Linked DNA regions of Capsicum annuum: region 1 is linked to region 2. The links are chromatin contacts, called in public Hi-C maps. All regions are on one chromosome and are shown on one strand. Each heading gives the region's core, a stretch centred on a gene start, on an enhancer-like site or on the middle of the called end of the contact. The rest is flanking DNA. Distances are from core to core; before and after follow the strand shown. Region 1 overlaps LOC107870865 (serine/threonine-protein kinase STY13). Region 2 overlaps LOC107870866 (YTH domain-containing protein ECT1).

What was found. A called contact is a pair of places that touch in the nucleus more often than the background predicts.
Region 1: a contact with region 2 is called in a Hi-C map of leaf, with 3 times the contacts expected there. The contact joins two enhancer-like sites. A contact is called at or near these places in 5 of 5 Hi-C or Micro-C datasets (bud, leaf, pericarp and 1 more).

The regions. Positions count from the first base shown.
Region 1 is chr5:118,028,684-118,033,408 of UCD10Xv1.1, reverse strand. It overlaps LOC107870865 (serine/threonine-protein kinase STY13), which reads left to right. Exons shown (of 4, transcript XM_016717548.2): 4 at 2,352-3,024. Among protein-coding and RNA genes, the nearest start is that of LOC107870865, 23 kb to the left of the region's middle. Within about 2 kb of position 3,343, at least 3 of the 5 cell types and tissues checked have an H3K27ac peak or open chromatin away from gene starts, as enhancers often do. A contact at or near this core is called in leaf, where this site is marked.
Region 2 is chr5:117,774,005-117,779,418 of UCD10Xv1.1, reverse strand. LOC107870866 (YTH domain-containing protein ECT1) reads right to left here. Exons shown (of 8, transcript XM_016717550.2): 6 at 5,370-5,414; 7 at 4,831-5,043; 8 at 3,495-4,478. The coding sequence ends at 4,236. Among protein-coding and RNA genes, the nearest start is that of LOC107870866, 29 kb to the right of the region's middle. Within about 2 kb of position 2,233, at least 4 of the 5 cell types and tissues checked have an H3K27ac peak or open chromatin away from gene starts, as enhancers often do. A contact at or near this core is called in leaf, where this site is marked.

The DNA.
Region 1 (4,725 bases), core at 2,094-4,593, 250 kb before region 2:
GGCCAGGCATAAATCCAAACTGGTTTTCCGAAATAAACACTATCCGTCTCAGCCTCACCTCGACCACTCTCTCCCAGATCTTCATAGAGTGACTCAATAACTTAAACCCCCTATAGTTATTGCAACTCTGGATGTTACCCTTATTCTTATAGAGAGGGATCATGGTACTCCACCTCTAAGCCTCGGGCATCTTTGCCGTCTTGAAGATTTCATTAAACAATCCAGTCAACCACCTTACACCAGCCTCTCCAACGAACTTCCAAAACTCCACCGGTATCTCATCCGGCCCCGTCGCCCTACCCCTTCGCATCCTGCGAACAGCCTGTCTCACCTCTTCTACCTTAAAACGTCTACAATAGCTAAAATCCCGACACTCCTCTGAGTGCTCCAGTTCCCCTAACACAATAGCTCTATCCCCTTCGTCATTCAAGAGCCTATGAAAGTACGACTGCCATCTATTCTTAATGTGGCCGTCCTCCACCAACACTCTACCGTCCTCTCCCTTAATGCACCTCACCTGATCGAGGTCACGATCCTTCCTCTCCCTAGCCTTAACGAGTCTAAACAACTTTTTCTTCCCTCCTTTCCCCTGTAACCCTGCATACAAGCTCTCAAAAGCGGCCGTCTTAGCTGCCGTGACTGCTGACTTAGCCTCCTTCCTCGCTAGCTTGTACTCTTTCCTGTTTACCCGCTACTCCTCTTCGTCCTTACTCTCCACCAGCTTAGCATACGCCCCTTTCTTGGTCCCCACTTTCTTTTCCACCTCCTCATTCCACCACCAATCCCCCCGATGGTGCCCGGCCCGGCCCCTAGAAACACCCAACACGTCACTTGCATTCTCCCTGATGCACCTAGCCGCCCTATCCCATATACTATCCACGTCCCCCCTACACTCCCACACCCCCATTCCCGCCAACTTCTCCCCTATCTCCCACGCATTCACTGGCGTCAGGCCGCCCCACTTAATTCTAGGTCTACACTCCTTACTCCTCCTCTTTCCATTCTTCTTTATACCCAAATCCATAACCAAGAGCCCAAATCATGAAAAAGAAATATTGCCGGAATTTGGTCGGGAAAAAGAAAAGTCGCCGGATATAAGATCTGATGTCTGGAAGTTGCTCGGAATCAGAAAATAATCATATGAGAAGCCTCGGAATGAATAATTGAGGCTACTGGAAAAATTAAACTGCCGGAAAAGTCGCCGGAAAACTCTGCACGCACTGGCGCATGGGCTGACGTGCTTGCCGGAGAATTTCTTCCGGCGGCGCATGTGCCGCCTAATCTCGTCGAAGTCTGACTGGGGTTTGCTCGCCAAGATGTTCCAACCATGATGGCGGTGTTGGTTTGTTTTGAAATACGCCGACGAAAAATATATTTGTATCATTGTATGGATTGTATGGACAGCAGCTTCTGCCACTGGAAAACGATGCAGTGACGCCGGAATGATATTTTCCTCACGAACACAAACTCTCTGATACCATGTGAGAAATATAATCGGAAAATATTATTGAATTGTTGTCTACATAATTACATTGACACCCTATTTATAGACACTACATTACAATCCTTTTCTAAGTAGGATTTGTATACTATTCCTATTCTTATTCTAACAAATCTTATGCGTCAGGATTTAGATGCTTCTCCTCAGTGCTTCCAGCAATTGTTGTAAAAGAGTGCGTCTTTCCTTCTCCCAATAAAAGCAGTACCTTAAGATTCCAGCGTCCACCCATTCCCAGATTTATGTATAAGCTTTATTTTGGTTGGAAAAAATGAAAACTGGAGTACTCTCTTTTTCTTTTCCTAATAGGACATTTCTTTTAGAAATTTACTCTGGAAAACATCATGATTGTCACTGCAAGAAATAGTGAGACTGGGAATCTTGAGATTAGAATAGATGTATGAGGTAGCTCTGGAGATAATTAGGTTTGTGATTGTGGTGGGGATGGGTGCATCACTGTGATGGTAGATGTATCTAAAGAATGCAAAATGGATGACTTGTTGAAGTAAAATATGAAGATTATGCCTCCTGACTAATGTAATAATGGTCTTGCCTAAAAATAGTTGTTTTCACCTCAGATAAAGTTGTTGCTCAGCATGTGTAGGCGCTCTGAATAAGTTAAATCTAGTTCTAGTATTACAAGTTTTGATTTCTGTTCATCTGAAAAAGGAAATCTCTTCTCTAGCTAGTTTCTTCCTGAGGAACTCATTATGCATTGGAGCAATTCTGCCTCATATAGATAATTTTTGCAATATGTCGTGATTCTTTTCTTTTGCCTAAAAGGAAACATCCAAAGTTGTTTGACGTGTAGATTTTATTCTAGATTTTTGATTTCATTTGCTCTGATTTGCAGGGAAATGATCCAGCATCGGCCTTACACCCACAAAGTTGATGTTTATAGTTTTGGCATCGTTCTGTGGGAACTGTTAACAGGTATGCTTCCGTTCCAGAAAATGACCGCAGTGCAGGCAGCTTTTGCTGTAGTCAACAAAGGTGTTCGTCCAGCAATCCCCAATGATTGTTTGCCTGTTCTAAGTGAGATCATGAACCGCTGCTGGGATGCTAACCCTGATAATCGGCCACCATTCTCTCAGGTGGTCAGAATGCTTGAGGTCGCGGAAACAGAGATCATGACAACTGTCAGAAAGGCCCGTTTTAGGTGCTGCATAAGTCAACCAATGACTTCTGACTAATGTGGGAAGAGGAAACTAGAACCAGTAAAAACATTGGTAATTAAATTGGGAAGGCCAAAAAACAGCTGATTTTATAACCTCCTCTGTGCATCTCTATCAAACATAATTTCTCTGTTCAGATAGCAAAGGGAGTAAGTTAAAAGGGTTATTGTTACTTTGTTGTATCTTTTTTTTTTGGGGGGGGGGGGGGGGGGGGGGGGCTGGGGTTCTTTGGATTGAAGATGCTGATTAGTAGTAAATAGTAATAGAGAGGGTTGATGTGTATTTATACCTGTCCTTTTATGGAATTGTTACAAGTTTGAGCTATAATGTCCAGAAGACCTTTCTGATTCATGCCCAGACCCTCATCTTTGTGTTAGCCCCCAATGCTTGATCTTGCATTGCAGAAATATGCTAGCAAGAGTAACATTTTGCTTGAAAGATTGAGGGCGTATTGAAATCAATTCCTATGACCGCAATATATTAGTCAAAGTGGCATTGATGTATGACAGGTTCCGAGGACTGCAATTTCCTGATTATTGGGGAGCAAGAATGACACTTTGGTTGGAGATGGGACATAGCCAAATTCTATTTATTTGATGACAATATGGTAGTTGGTCTATGAGAGTGAGTTGGGGATTAATTACAGGAGATCATAAGTTCCTTCAACTATCCAAGTGGTCCAACATTCGATGGCTTCATTGATGCTCACCTGGTAAGGCAGGAAAAGGAGGTATCCAGTACTTTCAAAAGAAGAGTTTTTTTTTTGTCGGATGTCCCCGAAGGGACAAAGAAGAGATCAAGATTTGAAATTTGTTGGCTAGACTGGTAAAATCTCCACGTTAGTCACACCTAGGGCTGACAAAATGGGTAATTTTTATGGGTATCCATTCAATTTTTCAATTTGACCCATCTTAAATGGTTGCATACTTGATCATTATAAAATGAGTCAAATTATGAATAAAACTCATATTACTTATTTAAAATGTGGGTAGTTTAATGGGTTAAAAGGGCGCATCCATAAAATAAAAAAGAGGCATGTTTCTCAAGATGTGTTTAGTATGAAGGAAAATGTTTTCCTAGAAAATATTTTCTTATATTTTCTTGGAAAATATGCAGTTGTGTTTGGTTAGTAAGAAGATAATATTGTTTTAAGAGCATACAAACAAATACTAATGACACCAAACGCAACCATGATCGGAGACCCCAAGTCCTTACACAGGATCAAGGACACGACCCTAACAAGTAACAATCGACTTACGATCCGGCCTTGAGTCCTCACTCTGATTCCAACCTCAATTTTTGACTTGGAAACCTACCTCGACTATCGATTCGAGACACAACCCTGACCTTTGACACTCGATTAGGGACAAAACCTCGACACCTGATTCAAGACTCGACCCTGACACTAGACCTAGGACACAATGGGGACCTGACTTCAACTCTTGACCCGAGAACTATCTCAAGTCTTAACCCTAACATCCCACCCAAGACCTAACCACGACTCCTGACTCCCAACATCGATTCCCAACTTAGGACCCGACCCCCACACCTAACCTCGATATCAAACTTGAGAGTTGACCCCGACTTCCGACTCGGGATCGAACCCCAACTTCCTACTTGAAACCCGATGTACTCTAGACCTAAAACTCGACCCCAACACTAGACCTGCGATTTGACCCCAACACTGGATCTGAGATCAGACTTGAAACCTCACCCTGAATCTTAACCCTGACACCCCACCCGAGACCTGAACCTGACTCCCAACTTGAGACTTGGCCCCAACTCTTGACTCGAGCGCCCACCCCGATTGCTAACTTGAGAGTCGACCCGAACTCCAGACCCGAGACCCTACTTCAACACTCGACCTAGGGCTCATTCTCGAGTTAAGAGCCAATTTTGATGACACCCGACCTAAGACCCGACCCCAACACCTGACCCAGAAATCATCCTCAACTCTCGACCTGAGAGACAACTCCAAATTCGACTCTACACTCTTGATTGGGACCCGACTCTGACAGCCGATTCAGGATTTGACCCCGACTCTCGACCTGA
Region 2 (5,414 bases), core at 984-3,483:
TCTAGAATATCTTGAGCTTAGCAAAGTGGGCTCATTATTTCTAATCCAAATTAATGGACTAGCCCAATAAATATTGAACTTTATTTAAATTCACACATGTTTAGACCTAAATAATTAATCCAATTATATTAACCCACAATATCTATTTGGGGATTAATATATTTTGAATTTAACATAATCTAAATTTTGTACGAATTCCAATTTAATAAAATTTCATTGTCCATAATGTGATAGGAGATTCTTAGGGTCTTCAAGTTCCCCCTAGTGTACTATACTAGCAAAGCAGCACACGTAGGCAGCTCAGTTCCGAGACCCATTCAATCTCCAGCAATCGTATGCTAGTGGCATAAGTACTGATTAGTTACGGATCCTTCAACATGGTTTTTAGATCTGTGCATTTTCTTACCAGAGTCGAAACATTTGGATATTCAAGGTTAGCATTTTCCCTTTTTGATGGAACAAGAAGGATACCATTAACAAAGCATCAAGTACATGCACAAATTACAAGAAAAAATATCAGCTCCCATAAATATCAGTGGATAAATTCCAGGAGAGAATTGACACCAAGTACAGGAGAGAGATTAGTCCAATCAAAAAGAGTGATAAACATCATGCTTCAAGGATAGGGATGAGAGTTTGGATGCCATCAAAACATACCTCAAGGATAGGGATGAGAGTTTGGATGCCATCAAAACATCTCTTTGTTAATAAGCAACAGGCTTGAACCAAAAACTAGACCGCAACAGGCTTGAACCAAAAACTAGACCTTCTTGATGGACTTCCCAACTTTCCAAGAACAACACATAGAAGTCTCTCTCAGCGAGCCTAGCATGGCCCAAGTCCGTCCGAAAAATGAGAAGAGCATGTTCCATAGGTCTGTTGCAAATGTGCAATGAAGAAACCTATAATTAACAGATTCTGAGTTGCATAAGCGCATGTAGCATCCATTGACCATGTAAAGGGAGATCAATAAGACGCATGTCTTGAATAAAATCAGAAAAGTCCATAGCCTTTGATCTTGAATAAAATCAGAGAAGTCCTTCATAGCCTTTGATCTCCTAATACAGTTGTACCTCTCAGGTTCAAATCTACACATTAAATCACCACCTATGATCCAATTTCCATCCCAAATGCAGCACAGCCAACTCATCCCATAGGTCTAGCCTTTCCAAACTTGAGTGAGGCCCATACACTCCAGAAAAACAGAATCTTAGATTCACCTGCAAGCACTCCCACATGTATGCTACCCCTGGTAAGAGTCTAAGCATTTCCTTTGTTGTTTGTCCACACAATAATAATGCCACCCCTAGTACCACTTGCTTTCAATTCCCCATTCGACCTACCTTGATCCCCAAATATGCCTTGCTATTGCCACAGAACAATACTCTGTTTTCGTTTCATGTAACACAAGAAATCAGGCTTCCATTTTTGAATAAATAGCTTAATGGTGCTTCTGTTTCTTATGTCATTCAATTCCCTTATTTTCCAGCTGATAATTCTTGCTTTCCTTCAGAGAAAGCTTTGTGGAACCTGCCCCTGCTTAACCCTTCTCCATTCTAATAATTAATTGGGCACTGTAGCTTCTTGGCCACAATCTCGCCCTTTTCGTTAATCTTTTCTTCTATTGTCCTTTCCCCTTTGATTGCTGCAAATACAGCTTCCTTTTGTTCCATGTGTAGTATCATGTCAAAGATTTCATGCTTAAACCCTGATGAAATGACCCCAAGGTCTACAAACTTTAGTCATCACTATCTTGGTCCAATGAAAGGTTTTGTTAACTATCGAGCTTGAAACAACCTGTTGATCTTGCAAACAATTACCGTACTAGGGTTGTGGCAAAGTGTCGCTACTAGTTGGGAAGAGGAACCCGAGTCTTGAGAACACCCAATAGAGAAATCAAAGTTGAGAGGGGAAAAAGAGAGCAGATGAAGGTCGCATGCATGCTTCATCTGCGTCTCCCTTGGGAAGAGAAACCTGAGTCTTCAGAACACCCAATAGAGAAATCAGAGTTGAGAGGGGAAAAAGAGAGCAGATGAAGGTCGCATGCATGCTTCATCTGCGTCTCCCTCGCACAGGTCTAGAGAATCTGCTTGTGTTTTGAAAGCCAATAATGGCTTTTGAGACAATTTAGCATTCCAACCTCCTTGAGAAAGCTTTTGCGTTTCTACATCTATAGGTTAGGCCGGCCTAATAGCCTTCCACTCCTTTAACATATTATTATTAAGATGCAAGTTCCCCTTTACCCTCCTTGAGTAATAAAGACGGTCTCAAGTAGTCTTTTGCAGCAACTGGTCTTTGCCTTAAGTTGGCCCAAAGTTGCCTTCGGATTTTTGGGACTCAACCCTAAGGTCCTCAATAAATTTGAAATTTGAATTAATAGGCTCCTCAGTCTTTGAAACACATACTTGTTTGGACATCAGTTAAAACACCAGCGACTGAGATTTTGGAGAAGGCGTGACGATAACGGAAATTTCAAAAATCATGATGAGGACTCTCAAATCAATTTAGTGCAAAGGTTCATGTGCAACTGCTGGATACAAATCTGACCCAGAGAATATGACTTCTCTTCTTCGTGTTTGAATCTGCACTGATATAACCACCACAACGATCCCCAATAAATTTCAGAGTTTTTCCAACCATACATAAAGCGGGATGCCCCAATCCACCTCTAATTTGCTGCTAATTCTTCTTTAGAGATATCTGCCCGATTCTAAAGACTTACCAGTCAAGTCATTATCTTTTCCCGTTCCAAAACATTCCTCAATTATTATCCTCTCCGTTTTTGCCTTGAAGGAAATTCAAATATCATCTAGTTGTGGTGTTTGAGCTGTAAAACGCTCAAAGCTGCCATCTTCTTCCACTTTCCAAGAACCATTGATGGATAACTATTGGATTTGGACTCTAGCTGAAGGGATCATTGAAGGCTCCAACTAAGCAACACCCTCTAGATTCTCCAATTTAGAATGAGATAAGAGTTCATATTAGGCCATTTCTTAATATTTTCAGCAGCAATGAAAGATTTCCCTGGAGTGACAAACTTCCAGAGAACTGAGTTAACTGGATCACCCAAAGATCTGATAATTTTGTCAGCTAGATCACTCCACCCTGCATTGTAATTCATCTCGGGGATGATAATAGCAGACTTTCTTAGGCCACTCAGTGTTTCTACTCGAAGAAACCTTCCCATAAGAGTTGAAGTTCTGATATACTCAGTCAAATTTTCATCCTTGATCCTGCCCCCTCTTCTGTAAATGTCCCCAGCACCTTTGGAAGCTTATCTCACAGCACTGCATGCTCATCTTAAAATGACTTCGTCAATCTTAATTTTTACTAATGACTACTGAACTCCTTGAACAAGAAACACCTGAAAGAACCTTCATTAATATCATTTAATTCAGAAGACTTATCACTGGAAATGAAAAAGCACACCCTGTCAGCAATATGTGAAGACCCATTATAACAATTGAGATGAAATCATGTAGACAATGATAATGTTGAGCCAGAAAAGGAAAACGTATTCTCTAAGGGTAATGTAATTAAGTGAAACTCATTTGTATCGTACAAAACTTCGATGAAGACAGACATGAAAAGAAGCTACCGTACACAAAGGTGTGAGTAAAGAATTTTGCTGGGATAATGCAGCAGGGGAAACATTGATATCTATGACTCCATAAAACAAACAATCTGACAATCCAAGCCAGAGATTATTTGGGTTGATCATGAACTACAGGCTCAATATAAAAGTTGTTTGATTTCTGTGAACACGTTGCAGCCTTCTCCCAATTATCACCCATTTTGGCAATTCTACAGCAATAACAAAGCAGCCCTAGGTACCGCCCGAAACTAAGAAAAGCTGGAATACAATAAGGCATCAGCCTGGAGACATCGACAAATTTCCAAATGTCGGATGGCTTCTTGTATTGCCTGCCATCACCTACTTTAAAGAAACAACGAAGAAAATAACAGGAAGACAGTTAGCACTAACACTACTGGCTGCTCTCTCTCCTAGCCCAAGAACCGCAAATTACAACTAATTGAACAAATGACAAATGAAGGAAAGAGAGTTTTCTGATCCAAAGGTGTGATGAAAAGGCCACCACCCAAAAGGCTGTTAAGCAATTTCCTTAACTATATGAGCCAGCTGGTTGCCCAACCAAATAAACATTGAATGACTGCAGCAAAACCCTGCCTCTGGAATCTGCTACTGGCTTAAGATAGTACACTACAAACTCCATTTAAGGCAACTTCTTGTTGCCTTCCAAGTTTAGTGTGCCAGCAAGACTATCGGCTAGTTGACTTATTGTGTCAGCTGCAGTAGTAACTGCAGCACTACCAGGTGGAAGTGTTCGCTGTTTACTCTTCTTGTCAAGCAAGGACTTCTCCCTCTCATCGTAATAGGTAAAATCATCCAAGATAGAGGTATCCGCTTCATAGTTCTTGAAAATTTTCAACATTTCCAATCCCTCTGGCAATTTCACCTGAAATGACCAGAATGACAAAACAATGTGAAGCAACTGCAACTAGTAACCCACAAGCTATAGGACACATAATTCAAGCAAGAGTAAGGGCACAGGATTGTCCATTGGCTAGACTTTGAATATTAGCATGCAGAAAAGAAAAGAGAAATTTCCAAAAGTCATTGATCAAAATATGCAACCTACCCTGAAATATTTTGTGGATGATAAAGGCAAAAGATCTGGACTAGCTACATTCAAGATAAACATTTTGCAGAAAATTTGCAGCTCCAATAAGTAATACACATTGAGAGCTGGGTGATGATCTTAGACACTAGATAAGAATGATCACAGTAGTATAGTAGAAGACACGTACCTCTTGAGAATCCCGGCTGTGAGTCACTGGCTTGTTGTCATTATGTTCAAGAAGTATGTGGCGAAACTGACTATTAGGAACGTCCTTAATGACATGCCATTTAACAGGAAATTGCCCACTCCATCGGTCCTGCTGCCAGTACTCCGCGTTGTTCTCAAAATCAATAGGCCCAACCATCTCAGCAACCCCACAAAATTGTCCACTAGCATTGACCTAGAGTTGTACCCAAAAATTAAAAGCTCAAAAATTTAGAAGTGTACTCAATATTTGTTAGCAGGCACTGCCGCATTGGCGTTTACAAATTTCTCAATGATAATGACACCCAAGCTAAAAAGAGATGCAAAAATGGAAAAATAAAAGGCGGAAAAAAGAAAAAAAGAACTGAAAGAAAATATATTTGGGTGTCCTCTATATGAACCGTTTCCCCAGACCCCACTTTGTGGGAATATACTAGGTATGTTGTTGTATATGAACCGTTTCCCAGGAGAGTACTGCATTCTTTTAACTAACAAGGCAATATAAGAATTGAAGAAACATACCGAAAAAAAGAGAAAAACAGGACAGTTAGCATTCATCTCTTTTGC